Linked DNA regions of Capsicum annuum: region 1 is linked to region 2. The links are chromatin contacts, called in public Hi-C maps. All regions are on one chromosome and are shown on one strand. The core of a region is the stretch at or near the end of the contact, and the rest is flanking DNA. Distances in the headings are between cores, read along the strand shown. Region 1 has its middle 14 kb from the start of LOC107855040. Region 2 has its middle 6.6 kb from the start of LOC107855012.

The links. A called contact is a pair of places that touch in the nucleus more often than the background predicts.
Region 1: a Hi-C map of leaf shows a contact between it and region 2, with 2.3 times the contacts expected there. The contact joins two enhancer-like sites. A contact is called at or near these places in 3 of 5 Hi-C or Micro-C datasets (bud, leaf and placenta).

The regions. Positions count from the first base shown.
Region 1 is chr7:203,988,009-203,993,834 of UCD10Xv1.1, forward strand. No RefSeq gene overlaps it. Among protein-coding and RNA genes, the nearest start is that of LOC107855040, 14 kb to the right of the region's middle. Within about 2 kb of position 4,228, at least 5 of the 5 cell types and tissues checked have an H3K27ac peak or open chromatin away from gene starts, as enhancers often do. A contact at or near this core is called in bud and leaf, where this site is marked.
Region 2 is chr7:203,923,124-203,929,234 of UCD10Xv1.1, forward strand. No RefSeq gene overlaps it. Among protein-coding and RNA genes, the nearest start is that of LOC107855012, 6.6 kb to the left of the region's middle. Within about 2 kb of position 4,503, at least 5 of the 5 cell types and tissues checked have an H3K27ac peak or open chromatin away from gene starts, as enhancers often do. A contact at or near this core is called in bud and leaf, where this site is marked.

The DNA of each region.
Region 1 (5,826 bases), core at 2,978-5,477, 65 kb after region 2:
CCTAGTGTGGGCTATTTAGGTAGGCGGGGCCATTTAGGTGGTCAAATGAGCAAAATGATATAAATGGGGCCTTTTTGGGCTAAATCGGTGTGCTATAACCCATGATTTTGGGGGTGGGCCTGGGCCTGATGTGATGGAGTCTGAAAATCGATCGAGGCATGCCACGAAAACTAGAGAGCGTCCTAGTGTGGGCCATTTAGGTGGGCGGGGACATTTGGGTAGTCAAACAAGCAAAACAGTGCAAACGAAACATTTTTGTGCTAAATTGGTGTGCTGTAGTCCACGGTTCTAGGAGTGAGCTCAGGGTTTGGGCGTGTTGTGGGATGAAAATCGACCAGGGCGTGCCAGGGAGGCAGGAGAGCGGCCTAGTGTAGGCTTTTTAGGTGGACGGGGCCATTTGGGTGGTCAAACTAGCAAAATGATGCAAATGGGGCATTTTCGGGCTAAATCAATGTGCTATAGCCCACGGTTCCGGGGGTAAGCCCGGAGTTCGGGCGTGCTGTGGGCTGAAATAAATGTGGAAGTTGGTTAATCTTCCTCCAGGAAATAAACCTTTAGGTTCTAAATGGATTTTCAAAAGGAAAATAAATGCGGATGGTACTATTAACAAATATAAGGCAAGACTTGTAGTAAAAGACTTCAAACAGAAAGAAGACCTTGATTACTTTGATGTATACTCACTTGTAACAAGGATAACGTCAATTCAAACGTTAATTGCCTTGGCGGTGGTATATGGTCTTGAAATCCATCAAATGGATGTGAAAACAACATTCCTAAATGTAGAATTGGAGGAAGAAATTTACATAGAATAGCCTGAGGGTTTTGTGGTTCTAAGTTAAAAAAAGAAGTTTTGTAAACTTGTTAAGTTACTTTATGGACTAAAATAAGCACCTAAACAGTAGCATGCAAAGTTTGACCAAACTATGTAGGCAAACGGGTTTAAGATAAACGAATGTGATAAATGTGTTTACATTAAAGACACTCCAAATCACAAGGTCATTGTTTGTTTGTATATCGATGATATGTTTCTGATATAAATGTTATGAAATGCATACTTGAGAGCAAGTTTGATATGAAAGACCTTGGAGTTGCGAATGTGATCTTAGGAATAAGAATCCATAGAACTCCACAAGGGTTGGCGTCGTCACTGTCTCATTACAAAGAAAAAGTGCTTAACAAGTTCAAGTATTTGGAATATGGTATTGCCAAGATTCCATTGGACGCGAGCTTTGTACTTCAAAAGAATGAAGGTGAAAATGACTTACAGTTGGACTACGCAACAGCGTTGGGATGTTTAATGTATATAATGAATTGTATACGACCAGACATAGTCTGTGCTATTAGTAAGTTGAGTCGGTACACGAGTAATCCCAATAAAACTCATTGGATGGCAATAAAAAGAGTCTTAGGGTATCTTAAATACACTCAAGACTATGCTTTGCATTATAATAAATATCTTGCAGTACTTGAAGGATATAGTGATGAAAATTGAATCAACGGATCGAATGAAGTAAAATTCATGAGTGAATATTTATTTACTATAGGTGGAGCAGCAGTCTCTTGGAAATCATTCAAACGGACACATATTGCTCACTCCACAATGGAATCTGAGTTTATCGCATTAGATAAAGCCGGTGAAAAAGCTGAATGGATCTGGAATTTCTTGGAAGATGTTCCTTATTGGCTCAAACCATTGGCACCAGTATGTATACACAATGATAGTCAAGCGGCAATAGGTAGGGCAGGGAGCATGATGTACAATGGTAAATCTCGTCACATAAAATGGAGACATAATACCGTTAGAGAACTTCTCTCTAGTGGAATTATCATTGTTGACTTCGTGAAGTCAAAGAATAGTATGTCGGATCCACTTACAAAAGGCCTCTCTAGAGAGAAAGTTGAGAGAATATCCAAGGAAATGGGTTTACGGCCTAGAATAAGTCAGCATGGCGGTAACTCTACCTAGCAGATTGGAGATCCCAAGAGCTAGGTTCAAGGAGATCAAAAAAAGTTGTGTCTGACAGGTTCAACATTGTAAATATACCCAAACCATTCTTATGATATAAATAATGTTTAGTAAACAAGGATAAGACTCATGGTGTGAAGTCTTTTAATGATTATCTAAATTTGGCAGATTTGACCAAATAGTTTAATCTATAGGATTGAATGTTTAGAAATTACCTATGTGTGGGTGAAGTTGAAGCCGCTTCAAGGAGAATGTTGTAAAGGTCTATTCTCTAAGCTCTTGTGAAACCAGGATATGTTCATGGCTGAGACGATCAAAATTGTGAGAACGATAAATGGTAAAAGGCTGGTTGTGTGACATGTGTTGTCTAGGTGTACATTAAATCTCGACGATTCAAAGATATCAAATCTACCGATTGACCGAGTGCATCCGATACATGTTCACTACGGAAAGTTCAAAGGAAAACCAACTTATCCAGATGCAATCAGTTTTGGCTTTTTGATCACATACTTGTCCGTAAAGTTTTATAAAGAGTAGTCATTCCCCATTCATGTAGGGGTTATTGGATTCACTTGGTGTGAATAGAAAATGGAGGGGTACAACCCTTGATGAAAAGACACACTATTTGGAAAAAGGGGTGACTGTTCGGTCGGATGTGACAGTTCATAAAAGACATGTTTCAGAATGGACAAACATGACTGTTCAAAAACGATACACCCTTCCATGAACCATTGCTTCCTTTCCAAAGGGGCATTTGATGGCTATAAATATCTGAACTTTTTTTCTCGGGTAGGATGAAAAAAATTTCTACATTAAAAAACACTCTTCTACTTCTAAAAAAACTCCTTGTGATCATCTGTGTTTGAGTGTGTTCGAAGAATCAGAAGGTTTGAGGTACCGCTACATTCTAATTGTGAGCCATTTTATCTTGGGAGGAAAAATTCCACAACCTCGAGTACTTGAGGAAAATTAATTCCTTAAGTACACTCCGTGAATTCGGAGGATTTAGTTCTATTTCTTCTTCATCTTATTTCTTTAAATAACATACTTTTTTGATAGTTCTCGAAGAACTTTTGTTGAAGGTGTTAAAAACTTCAAAGGCATTCATGATATAGTCTTGAACTTGTGTTGAAGTGTTTATGAAAATATATAGATTGTTTACCCAAAAATAATAGTCTAGATATACACACTCAAAGTTAAAATTCTTACTTGCCAACTGAGTCCGAGTTTGAGTATCAACTTCTACAATTTCCTACAGAAACAAAAACCGGGTGATTTCTTCCTATATATTCTAGATTTAGTGGACATAGTTTCCTAATATCTTTCTCTTGAGGTCTCTCAAGCTTTCTTCAACTTGGGCAGTGTCCAAATCGGCTACCTCCTTAACAAATTATGTGAGATACATATGTCCTATATGTCCAGTCGCGTGTTGTTTTTATATCGTATGATTAAATTCATTATCGTATCATAACAAGAACTAAAACGTGTGTATATTTGATTGGCTCCAGAAATTATATCAGTACCACTTAAATTGTAATAGAAAAAAAGTACTATAAATCTCAAGAATTAAAAAATTTAATTATTTTTAAAATATAATTGGCTATTTATTATCTAAATTTTATCTATGTCATATAAATTGAAACTAAAAAATAACATATATTGGGACTGTGCTGGCACGAACCCTCGACATCTAGTTGTCAGTAGAGGGGTTGGTGAAGTTTGAAAAAATAACAAAAAATAAGAGGGGTTGGTGAAGTTTGAAAAAATAACAAAAAATAAGAGGGGTTGGTAAAAGGACCAATTCAAATATATCAATTTCTTAATGTGGCACCATAACATTTTTATTTTTTTATTTTCTCGAATTTTTGTGATACCTAGTATATTTCCACAAAATGGGGTCTGAGGTAGAGTGTATGCAATATGTATCATTACGTCATAGGTGAGGTAGAGAGGTTATTTTCAATAAATCACCGGCTCAAGACAAAACAATCTAGAAAAAGACATAATGTAAGAACAAGAAACAATAGATAGTAACGAAACAACAGATAGTAACAGAAACAAAACTGTCACGAAATAATAGTACAATTGATCTATCCCAAATAACATACGTCACTGAAATTTTTAAAAAAGGACATCACAAGCAAAGCACTATGACTACTAGCACGAACAACGTGATAAAGCACATCTACCCACTAGCACAGACACATTCCTTTCTACTTCAATGCCCTCTTGATTGAAGGATTTGGGGCTCATTTGATGCCAGCTTGATCTAAATATTAGGGCCTTATTTGATGCCAATTTGATAGAAGGATTTGGGCCTTATTTGCAAGGTACAAGTCCAAATTAGTTTAACTTCTCGAATCAAATGGATAATAACCCATTAAATTCGGCCCAAATTTTATTCTCACTTTATTAACTTTTTCTTCAAAAAACATTAAAAATTTTCAATTGTTTTGACCTTTTCATTTCAAATTACTCACAAAAATACAAAGAACAACTCCAATTTATTCCATAACCAAATACGACTCGTATTTCCAAAAAACATTTTTTCACTTTCCAAAAAAAGCACTATTTTTTTCCTTCTTTTTTCACTATGAAACATAGTCAAACGCTTTCTTAGAATTATCACATAAGGATAAACAACATACATTCCGATAGTTTATAGCTTAGTTATAAAAAATCTCAACATTTTATATAATCACTGAAAATCTCGATTTCAGGTCTGTCGAGAAATATAATTAGCTTCTAATACGTCCAACGAAGATACACTTGTTTCCTTTGTCAGGATCATAATTAGCTCCCGATACATCTTTTTTCAAATTTTAGGTTGTCAAAATACATAATACATCCAACGAAGATAAAAAAATTTCTTCTAAAGATACATAATTAGCTTTTGATATATATTTTTTCGATTTTAGATATGTGAAGATACATAATTAGTTAGAGATTTTTGTAATTACCTTGTATGTTTGGCCCAACTTAGGATCCATGACGGCCCAATTTCACTTCCCCGTACTTTACTTCTTCAGCAAGTTGATTCTTCCATCTACAACAAGCTGATTCCCCCAAGTACATACTTCATCTACAAAAAGTTGATCCCACTTCAAACTTTGCTTATCCATTTTGTTCCGATCTGACGATCTCTGCGAATTCTAAGTTGTAGGTTGACCTATTTTTTCTCAAATTTTATTGCTATTAGCTCACATGAACTATCATTGACTTGAATTATATATAATTATTTTTTTTTATTTTTTTTTTTATAGAAAGTGTTTAGGTTTCATATTCTTTGTGATAATCGTAACGTCAGGACTACAAATTATAAGTTTGCCTAATATATGTCAATGTAAGAAAAATTTTACTATTAGATCAAAATTGTAAGTTACCTTAATTTCAGTCAATGTAAAAGAATTATTCCTACTAGATCAAAATTGTAAGTTTTCCTAATTATTGCTACTAGATCAAAATTGAAAGTTTGCCTAATTTCTGTCAACGTAAAAAAATTATTTCTGTTAGATCAAAATTGTAAGCTTGCCTAATTTCTGTCGATGTAAAATAATTATTGCTATTTCCCTAATTTCTGTCAACGTAAAGAAATTATTGTTATTAGATCAAAATTGTAAGTTTGCCTAATCTAAAATTATTTCTGTTAGATCAAAATTGTAAGCTTCCCTAAATTCTGTCAATGTAAAATAATTATTGATATTTCCGTAATTTTTGTCAACGTAAAGAAATTATTGCTACTAGATCAAAATTGTAAGTTTGCCTAATTACTGTCAAATGTAAAATTGTGGTTTAGTTGATCTGGGAGGTTTAAACTTTGAATTGCAAAGATACATATTTTATAAAATAACAGATACATT
Region 2 (6,111 bases), core at 3,253-5,752:
GATCGATACGAATTATTTCTTGGTGAACCATCAAATACTGGCGCACATTTCAGTGCACAAATAACCGCTTGAAGAACCACTATTTAAGATATAGTCACAATTTTAGAAATTATTTAAATTTTAGCCACTTTGAAATTAAATTAGAGATTTCAGGTTTGAATTCTTAACTTCAGTCCTTAGCTCTGATGTTGAGAATTGACGGAGGCTAACTTCAGACCCCAGTCTCAAGTAATGATAATTCGAACTTCAAAAAATCGAGTTTGACAAAACTTTTGCCCGAAGGTCTAAAGTTGAAAACTGATCAAGCCTAACTTTAGATCTGAAAGTTTAAAACTTAAGTCTCCAACTTTAAATATCAAATTCCTAATATTCAGGAATTTGGGATTCAATAAAATATTTATTCCCCGAATCATTTTTGATTTCTGGCATACAACTATAAAGGGAACGCAGATCATAAACCTCAAATACAATATAAAAACTGGTTATGTTTAAATAGCATGTCTAAAAGGGATGATATGTGCAAATAGCTTTGCAAGGACAAAAAGTTGCCCTTCGGACAAACTGGTTAAGTTTGTAAACATAGTTTTGCTATATTTTAAAGACAAGATTTTATCACTATAAGTAGTAAATAGATTCTTGCTGAATATGAAAAAATTACATATATACACAAGTTAACTATTAATTATTACATAAATTCCTATTTTGAAAAATAATTATAAAAAATTTATATTAATTACATAAAATTCCTACCTTTTATTCTTTCTCACTCATTCGTCTCATACATACCAAAATATTTTATTTTGCTCCATATTTTGTACATCATTTTTTGCTCCATCATATCTGTACTCCTTAGTTTACGCCTACAATCAAGTTAACATAATTTGGGGAGTTTTAAGATTTTCAATTATCAAGCATTAACAGAGGGAGTATTGGTTTTTCTTCCTTTTTCATCTTCTTTGCCACTCTTTTTTCTTTTTTCTCCTTTTTTGTGGCTTAAGCACGACTGTTGATAGTTCAACATGAGGGTTGTATCCTCTTCTATGAGCTCCTGTTCAATATTAGTAAGATCTCTTTTCTTCCATACAAGAACGCAAAAAGTTGTACAACTACCGAGAAAAACATACCCAGATAGCTTCCCCGAATTGTCGCAAAAATTGAATTTCATTTTTGCTTTGGTGGTGATTCCACTTTGTTCAGTTAATTTTAAGTTTTTTTATTTTTTTTAATTTTACCAGATCAAATGTAGTTTCAAATTTTTCTTTGTTGCATGTATGTAGTTATCAGTGTTAAACTCATACATTAGATCAGATATACTATACATTAGTTTGAATATTTTATAGTTTACAATTGTAACCTTATATAGTAGAATAATAATACATTGGAAGGCTACTGTTTAATCCCATACATTTATGCTTACATTATACATTTGTTAGTTTATATTATACATTATAAAATTTGATATTTCACATTAGTTATTTTGACATATCTTTTTAAGTTATAAGGTTATATTATACGTTAAGAAAGTTTCTATTATATATAAGGTTACTTTATTCATTTGCCAGGATTGTATTATAATATGTATAAGTAGAACTATTCTATGTATAAGATAACATTATACATCTGACAAGTTTATATTATGACTTGTATAAGATGTACACATACATGTGAAAGTTTTGTATTAGGATTATATTATGACAAGATTATATTATGACTTTGTATAAGGTGTACACATACATGTGAAACTGTTGTATCAGGTTGTCTTTTATTTGTTTTGTCAATCTGCTGCTATGTTTATCCTTTTTTGTGTTTCTTATATTTTTGTACTTTAATTCAGTTTTTTTTCGACCTTCATCAATATTTAAGTCCGTAGCAATCATTGATATCAATTTCAAGAATGTTATACTTGTTCATAATGAATTTCAGACTGCCAAGAATACGAATGCCTCAACCATATGGCGATGTTCATATTGATGTTGGCAGATGGAAGAAAATAGATGTTTACGAAGTTTTTGAATTTGTATTCCAAATCGCACAATCTAAGAACAAAAAACGTAATTGCAAGAAAAATAATTGTGGCGATGTTTTAGGAAATTTATGAATTTGTATTGCAGTTCCTATTTTCAAGCCTCCATAAAATCAACACATTAATTACTGAAGTTAATTGTGGGAGAGAATAATGGTATTTGATTTTATTTTCATAATTGTAGGCAAAACAGTTTATCTTATACATTGTAGTAATATAATGTATATGTATTTTTCTAAAGCTTGGAGAGAGAAAGTACATCCGGGATCCTATGTAATTACTTTCATTAAGGATGAGATTTATGTTGTTTATACTTAGTATATAGGAAAAATTTCACAAAACCACAACTTAAGATATCTAAATTACTAAAAATTCCTTCACTTTGTAAAAATTTTAAATATCCCTTATTTATCTTCTCTCTTAAAATTTTTAGATACATAACTTCTATCCTAAAAATTATAATGTATTTATTGCCCCCTAAAAATTTGTCTTCATTAAAGTATTTTTCAGTTAACTGATACCAAGAAATTAGGTACTTATTCTGGTAGTTACACACTCATGTACGCAATGCTTTCAATGTACAAATATTAATCATTTAGTGAAAATGAATATACACACGACATTATTTAGGGTTTTAACTATGAATCTCACTTCTCTCTCCCTCACTCACTTGTAAGTCATTTGATTTTTCTTCCTGGAGGCTGGTTTTTCTTCTTAGTTTTTCTTGGTGTGATTTTCCTTCTTCAAATATTTGCAAAGTTTCTGATTCTTCTTGATTGCAGAGAAAATTGTAAAGTTTTTTCCTTGTTTATACGGACAATCATCAGTATCATTGGTGCCCGATGTTCTGGAGATGTTCGAATGAATTAGATCTTGAAAATTGAAGTTGTGTTATCTGGAGGCCAAGTTCCTAGAGGGCATAATGTTATTTCTATAATTTTTGGTTAGATCATCATTGAGAAATTTACGCCAATTTAATTATTGAAAATATGTCAAATCTATAAGTCAGATACATAATAGTCTTATGTATCTCTCTTAAATTCTATCTATAGTAATGTATTTCGATGCAAAAATTCTATAGTATAATGTATCTACGTACTTTTTATTCTATTGATAGATTTGTGTCTCAAGTTATGTATCAATTCTTCACTAATAAATAATCAATCAACAATCTCACTTATATATTGTAATATATCTCATTGTAGTGTATGAAGTGTGTTGTCCAAGATATATGTATCTCAGTTGAACTATTCTAGTTGAATATTTCAAGTGTCCTGTTAAGAAGTATTAAAAGTATAGTACATGTTGATTATCTATAAAAAGTATTTCAGTTGAAGTGTTGTACAAGAATATAATTATATCTATCACATATAAGTTGATTGTAAATATACACATGTGTCAAACACATATTTCAATACATTAGATACGTTTTGTCGTCTTGTACCTCTGTGCACATTGCACATATACTACATATATCTATTGTTTGATTACTCAGTGTAATATGTATAAGAGCCATACATATTAGTTTGAATGTAAGAGATACATATAAGATTATTATAATGTATTGTGTATCTCTTGTTATATGATTGTTAAATGTCAAGTCCAAAGATTTCTAATATATCTTTCACAACATCAGATACGTTTTGTCATCTTGTATCTACATGTACATTACAAATCTAATTTATCTATCTCGTGTTAGGTAACTTCAAGTAACATGTATAAGAGGCATGCATATTAGTACAATAAGAGATACATATAAGAATGTTATAATGTAGTATGTTTCTCTTACAGACTTTAAAAAATGTACCTCTTGTTATAGATACATGTGTTGACACCTAATTTTTGTCCTCCATAACTAAATTTAATTTCGAGTTTCTTCGATTTTAAATAAATTACAACATTTATTTGTTTAGATAAAAATCTTTCCAAAATATTATTTGGGTAATTTCGACATTTTAAATGGCGATTATATATTATCGTATTCAATTATACGAAATATATATATAATTTTGTCACTTAAATATTTATTCTATGGAATATCAGATTTTAATTAAAGATTACCTTAAAAATAAATATAATAATTAAAATCTTGATTTAAATATAATTTATTATCAAAAATAATTTATTTGGGTAGACATTTATTTTATTTTATCGAATCAAGAAGCCCGGGGTTAAATGAGGTATTAGTTCATTTCAAATTTTTTATTTCATTTAGCCAATCTATTAGATTTGACCATAATTGAAATCAAATTGATCATAATTACGATGCAATTGGTCAATTGATTTTCAATATGGCCAAAACTTAAACGAATTGGCCAAATCCCCAAAATTGACCAAATCTACCCATTATTAATCGAAAAAAAAAATAGCCCATTTCAACAAGCATCCCACTAGCCCCAATTACTATTAACCCAACAACAACAGCCCACACAGACGGCCCAAATTGCATATCAGCTACCCCAACCCAAAGCAATTTCGTCCCAACTTCAGCCCAATACTACAACGACCCAGCCCAATTTACCTTTCATTCCTTAATCAGCAACAATAGAACAACGACAACAATACACCAGCTTCCAAAACGACTTCAACAACATCGAACATCAGCAACTATACGACCAACGGTGAACGACAACAACGATGAACGGGTCAGCCCGCGCCGACCCGACAAACCTTGCAACACTCTAAACCAGCTGACCTGAACTCAATCGCGATGTCAACCTGGTAACCCAACCTGTATCCGCCATGGCTTCAACAAAAATTCTAGAAGCTGGAAAACTCAGCCACTAATGTTCAAAATTTCAATCCGTACTGAATGGTACGATTTCCAACTCAACAAAACCCTATCCTCAATTTCAAAATTTGAATTTTTCCTACAAAAATGTCGAGATTACCCTTCAATTTTTCTAATCCCACATCGGTGGGAGCTCAAAAGGGAGCCCTATTTCTTTCTATAAAAAGGAGATTGTAGAGTAAATAAAAAAAGGAGGAGGAGGCTCTCAGAAGGTAAAAGAAAAACTGGGAGCAAAACCACAGTCTATTTTTAAAGTCAAAATAATTGTTCGGTGAAGTTCGTCGGCTAATCGAAGTTCCGGAGTTGACGCCGACGACACCTTCCGGTGGTGGTTGATCCCGAATGGAGCTCATGGTCCTATTTTGCTGCTCCGAAATAGGTAATGTTGCATCCTTTAGTTTCCATTTTCCTTGTTCTTTTAGTCATTTTATAGTCTTAGTAGCTATTTTTGGGATAGCTTTTGTGTGCTGGGACTGATTACTGTAGAAGCCTTGGCGGCTGTAGGATTACTTGCTGAAGCACCGTACTCTTGAATCGTTGCATTTCTCTGTTTCTTGCATTATCTTGAGTTAAAGGCTCCCGTTGTGAGATGTTAGATCATCGTCTGACCTTAATGTGTTGGACGAAAGTCGAAATGTGTAATTTTTCCTTTTAATTTGGTTAGAGTTTTGAGTTGGTTGGTTTAAATTTCATGATTTTGTTGTAACATTAAATTTCCTTCATTCCCAGCATGCTATTTTCATCTTCCAAGTACTACGATTTGACTTGCCGTCTCGATGTTCGAATATCTTAGTTTATTTGCATCTTTTTTTTGTATAGTTTTGTTTTGATTCGCTCCGACCCTCCTAAATTTTGTTCTTAGTCTATGGTCAGTGATAATGGTTTTTGGACAGATTCAGACTACCTTCTGTCTGTTTTGACCCTTGAGGCTAACGGGCATAATGGGTGCATGTCTGTAGTGAGCGCAGAATCATTCTCATAACTGGTTTAGCCTTTGTTAATCAATGTTTACTCAATGTTTACTCCACTCGTTTAACTATCACTTCTGTTTTCTCCATCACTTACTTGAATTTTTAAGCTTAGGAAACTGTCCTTCTTTTAGTAGGATCACTCCTAAGTTTCCTTGACACATAATGTCAATGGAAACAGGGGAATAATTTCACAAGTAAAAGTCATCTCATTCAAGGATCCCTCCATGGCCTTCTTAACGTGTAAAAGTTGCTTTTGAATGAATTAAGTAGAGGAGGAGGATGAGATATACTTAGTTGCCGGATTTAGATTTCTTTGTAAAGGTCAA